Regions from separate parts of the Dromaius novaehollandiae genome. Here region 2 is linked to region 1. A link is a contact called in public Hi-C data. All regions are on one chromosome and are shown on one strand. Each heading gives the region's core, a stretch centred on a gene start, on an enhancer-like site or on the middle of the called end of the contact. The rest is flanking DNA. Distances are from core to core; before and after follow the strand shown. Region 1 overlaps CLMP (CXADR like membrane protein). Region 2 holds the start of GRAMD1B (GRAM domain containing 1B).

Region 1 (2,700 bases), core at 54-2,553:
CAACATGGTTTTCAGGGGAGCTCGCACCTTGGTCTGTGCTTGTTGCCCTCAGCAAACATGCTCTGGATTTGAGAAGCCCTTTGCCTATAAGCTCGTCTGCTAGAGGTGAGTAACATCAGACAGGCATTCAATAGGATGACAACAACTGCACATTTCAAAAAAAAACCTTTTTTCCAATAGTACACACAATTTCAGGTAATTCGGAGCCGATTCACCACTGAACTGCATGCTGTGTCCTTCCAGGCACCAGCGTGAGCTTTTTCCCAAACTTTCATGCAAGTCTCATAATTACGCTTCCGTGAGACAGCTGACTGTACTTAAAGGCTGGTCCCTTTAGTCATTATTAGTTCTTTAATCAAAGGTACCCAGTATAGGGTGCCAGTTATGGAAACTGGCTACGCAAAGTCTGGAAAAGAGCTCAAAGTGAGCAGACCTCTGCCTTTCCAAAGCTTGGGTAGGGTCCCACTGTAGCAAGCAGTAATGAAACTGAAATTAAAATTTGCATTTGGATACGTGCTGGGATTTACAACGCGCGCCTCAAATAAAAAGAATGTAGATAACAAATCCAAGCTCCCTTCTAGATTTTAGGGCTTTTATTACTCAAATAATTATTTCCTGATAATTTTTTATCTCATGTTCGGGTGCAGATGAGATCAAGCAAGAAGAAACAAGATTTTGCTGACAGTGTTTAAGGGTTTTTTTTTGTTTAAGTTTTATTTAAATGGTTATAAAAGATGACTGTCTCTGCACTTGAGCGACTCCTTACAGCTGCAAACATACTCACCATCTTCAGCACACGCTTGCCAGGATAAATGTTTTCCAGCCTGAAAAAGCAGTTTGTTCTGGGCAAGCACTTTTGCTCTGCTAGGTGGGTGCACAGCTGGCTCTGTACCTTCCCCCTCAAGGAGCTCTGCAGCCACACGAGGGCAGAGCCTACACAGAGAGTAACACCTTGGGGCTGGCGCCCATGTACGACAATAGATGATTTAAGACAATAGATGATTTTCCTCAAAGTCTCCCAAGGGTCTCACTCAGCAATGCAGTAAATAAGCAGGCTCCACAGTCCTCACCCAAAAAACCTCTCATGGAGCCACTCTTCCTCTTACGCATCCTGTGTGGCATTCCTTATGCCACAAAGTCCAGCTTAAGAATTGCTTCTTTCAGTTTACTCAGACTTTACTCAGATTACATCCCACGGCTTCAGAGGGAGGCTGGTTTGTTTTTCCCCTGGAGCAGGACCCCTGGCTCTATAGCAATTCCTGCATCATGTAAGCATTAGCTCGTAGGCCTGAAAAAAAACCCCAGAGCTCAGCGCAGCACCAGTCTTGCTGACGTACCACACAGTGCTTTGTTCAGTATGAGGGGGAGCGTGGGACGACTTTATTGTTTAAACATTTGCACTATTGTTCATAAGGCAATAGCTCAGTCACCCAAGGCCCTGCAGACAAGGGGGAGAGATTTTTGCCTTTCATTCCACACAAACATTTTAAATTCAAGGATTTCAGAGCAACAGATATTTTAAACACAAAAGCTAGCACACCTAAACAGACAGTACCCAAACAGCATAAGTGCAAATTCAGCAGGGGAAGGGCGCAGGTCTGACCAGGCAACATAACGGGATTTTTGGTCCCTGTCAAAAATAGGGGCCATTCTGCCATGTATCCATCACAAATTTTGAAGGAAGAAAAATTAAGAACAATACCCTGCATCTTTCTCATGCAGAGCAAAACTTAAGTCTTAGAGTAGTCCCCAGGACCCTTTTCAACACTTTGCTAAGTGACTACTGATTTTGAATGTACGTGAGATACTTTAAGAGGGTTTGCTTTCCAGACCCCACCCTCTGAAATAGACTGAGGGGGAGAAAACTGTCCCAAGTGAGGCAGCAAGTCCCAAGCTCTCAGGAAGAGGGTGTTGTCACAGACCAGAGCACTACTTTGCCTCATCCCAAATTACAACTGCCCAAAGAAATATCTTCATGTCCGAATCCTGTACATGAACACATGTGCTTTCATACATATGCAACATATCTATTATGAAGCCCAGTCCACTTGCACGCCCATCCAAAAATATGTACGTACATAAATGCATGTACCTATTGAGAACCCGAAGTAAACACACAGATTGTCAAGACAAACATACATGCAGAAGGGAACTAAAATGAATATTTTGTTGACATTTCTTATCACCAAATTCGGGTGCTAAAAGCTAAAGAGCTTCCAGATTTAAATCTTTCATTAGCTTCAGAGGAGTGCTTAATTTAGGGAGCAATGCTAAATATAGATTAGACATTTTAAAAAATAATGAGTTGTGCTATATCACCTACGGACTGCTGGAACTAGAAGGAATGGTCTAGAAAAGATTCAGAGATCAAGATATGAGAAATGCACAGTGAAACTTGGCGGTCATGGCCCAAACCATACCTACCAACATAATTTGAGAAATGAGCTCCTAAAATGGGTCTTGAAAACCATCAGTTGTTCCAGGAACTTCTTGTTTTCTCTTGTGAAACATATTCCTTAGCTACACTTTTCATAGTTTATTTTGGCTTTATCAGAGATGGTATCTGTGACCAACTATTTCAGGACGGTGATGTCTAAGGAGCGGAAGTAGAAATACAACCTGCAATTTTCCTGTGACAAGACATCCTGTGTTAGCACCAGACACAAAGAGGATTCCCACAGCTTCAGGGTTTATTTGGAA
Region 2 (2,700 bases), core at 159-2,658, 49 kb after region 1:
GCTCCCAACCATGTGGTAAACATCTTCCCTTTGGCCCAGCCCTGGTCAGAGCAACCTCCCTGAAGTGCTCACACTGGAACTTGCACAGCCTTGGATCCAGCTGTGTTATGTATTCACTGGGCTTCTTGTAGTTTGCTGCTATTGTCTGGTTTTCACTAGACTTTTGTGGGCAAAATGTCTAAGTGTATTATTTGCCTGTATCTGTGGTGGTAAGTGTGCCTCTGCCACCACTGTAGGGCATGAACATCTATTACACTAACGTGGAGAAGCTGACTTTGCCCTTTTGTTTCTCTTAAGTATGCTGGTTGTAGAAATTAGCAGATCCTATCCCAATGACTACTGCAGCTGGGAAAGTAGTCCTGTCTAGTGAATTTGCTACTTTTGAGAGCCTTGCTTCCTTTTAAGCTATCCCTCAGGAATTAACGCTTGCATAAGAATTGTGAAGGATTTTTCCTCTTCCTTATGAGTTTGACTTATGCATAACCCAACTGTTGACAAATAGTCATGTTGTTATGGGTCTGAGATTGCTTGTGAAGGATTCAAAACCTTTCTGAAAGCCAGATGTAGAGTCTTCTGGAAAAAGTCCTCCACCATCTTTATGGCAAATCCTGTGTCTTCCTTTCAGCTCACAGGCATGTTGAATTCATCAAGCTATATTGCCTCCAAGTTTAAAAATAACCCCAGAAGAACAATCTTTTCCCTCTCCCAGTTTTGGTTTGCTGAATTCCTTCTACATTACTTGGTCTCCTATCTATACATCTAATAAAATACGAGATCACTGGGACTTATGTGGACAGATTTGGCAGCATTTCTACATTTATTTGGATTCTAAGGCATGACTCTCCTTCTGTTATTAATTTTTAGGCTTTCAGAGTATGTGCTTTTTTGTAACACTTAGGTATGACTTCAGTTATTCTGCTTTGGGTTATACTGGTTTGTGCTCTTAGTCGCAAAGAATTCTAGTCCTTTTCTTTCTTTTTAAAACATTAGGTTCAATAGAAATAGTGAGAAAGGATCAACAAGTAAATGAGACCTTCATGATCTGAATTGGGGGAAAAAAAAAAAAAAGGTAGAAACTGGACAGCAGTGTATATAACAGCCCCTCTCTCTGGGCGCCTATTCTCTTACCTACATTGACTTCAATCTCTTGACATACGTAGCTGGAAGTACTCAAGAAACCCAGTTTACCTAGCGGCTCACCTACAGAATTCTGCTGGGTGCTGACTTCCTTCGGAAACTGCAGCCTTCCCGTGCAGCTGTATGCATGCCTAGGGTAGGAAGCGGAGATCTACTGCACTGAAACGTCAATTGCTGCTTTAAATGGTCAGACCTGGATCCAATTATTTCTAAAGCACAAAAATTATGGTCATGTCATACTGCATCAGCTAAGACTGGGTGTGGGCAATACTTGGACAGGAGACCTCCAAGAAATGTGCTGAGAATCACAGGAAGTGGGTTGGGATACTTAAGGCTCTTACTTTCACTGTGTCTGAGTAAGACCAGTACCACATTATGCTGTGCAGTGTGGGAGAGCACCTTTTTGAGGCTAGAAAAGCACAAACTCATGTGTGCAGGTAAGCAGTTTCACCCTGATGTACTTGTCAAATCATGGATGTGCTGGGGGGGCATGAGAACGGCATGGATGGACAACTGGCTGGATCACTGGGCTCGGAGGGTAGTTGTTTAACTGACGACCGAGTGGTGATCCTCGCGTTCATTACTGGGGCTGAGACTGTTTAAGATTTCCGTCAGTGATCTTGATGGGACAGAGCATGCCACCCGCAAGCTCACGGGCAATCCCAAACTGGAAGGAACTAGATGTGCTGAAGTGTAGGGCTGCTGTTCAAAGGAACCTTGAACTTCAAGGCTCCCCTCAACCTGTTCCTCCAGCCTGTCAACTAAAATAGGCGCGAAGTCTGTCACCTTTGGTGGAATAACCCTGTGCAGCAGTACAAGCTGAGACCAATTCTGTTGGTGGCTTTTGCCTGAACTTTGATTGTGTTTCTTTCGAGAATGATAGTGCTATTTTTTTATCACCTCTTGTTTCCTTTGGGTTGAAAGTTCTGTGGGAAGGATAACTTCTTGCTGTGTGCTGATGTAGCTCTTCAAAACAGTGCCCTGATCTTCATGTGATCATCTCGATGCAGTCATGAGAAATAAGCAGTGATGAGTGTCTTCACTCACAGTTTGTATTCTCTGCTCTGAGGACAGACAGCATCTCAGTGGAACACATTTCTGCTGTGTTGCAGCTGGTAGGATTAGGATACCTTGTTGTTCCTGTTAAGGCAGTTGATCTTTGAATGCGATGTGCATGAATGTAAGCGATTTTGCGATGAGTTGAGTGGTGCATACATTTGGCTCTGTAAACCGCTGCATTGTCGTATTTCCCTGCCTTCTTCCAGATAGCTCTCTTGCAGGATATGATCTCTCTGAGCTTATGCTCATGATCCTTAGCCTGTCTGTGCTTAATCTCTTAGATGCAGACTACTGCTGTGATGCCTGCAGTGAACAAAATTGATTTGCACAGAAATGGCTTATCCGTCTTGGTTTTGTCCTCTCCTATCTGTGACTTCTCTTGGGAGAAGATCTGGCCACCTTAACCATTTGGAAGAGGCTTAACACGCATGCTGTGCTGTGAATTAATCTTGTTATTAAGTGAGCAAACTTTCTCTAAGGTATTCTTTGCTATCTGAAACTGAA

What was found. A called contact is a pair of places that touch in the nucleus more often than the background predicts.
Region 2: a contact with region 1 is called in a Hi-C map of ovary, with 2.6 times the contacts expected there. The contact joins the promoter of GRAMD1B here to the enhancer-like site in region 1. A contact is called at or near these places in 3 of 4 Hi-C or Micro-C datasets (brain, liver and ovary).

What each region holds. Positions count from the first base shown.
Region 1 is chr21:4,896,543-4,899,242 of bDroNov1.hap1, forward strand. All of the region lies in intron 1 of CLMP (CXADR like membrane protein), which reads right to left. Among named protein-coding and RNA genes, the nearest start is that of HSPA8, 17 kb to the left of the region's middle. Within about 2 kb of position 1,304, at least 1 of the 2 cell types and tissues checked has open chromatin away from gene starts, as enhancers often do.
Region 2 is chr21:4,944,967-4,947,666 of bDroNov1.hap1, forward strand. GRAMD1B (GRAM domain containing 1B) reads left to right here and starts at 1,409. Exons shown (of 19, transcript XM_064524292.1): 1 at 1,409-1,574.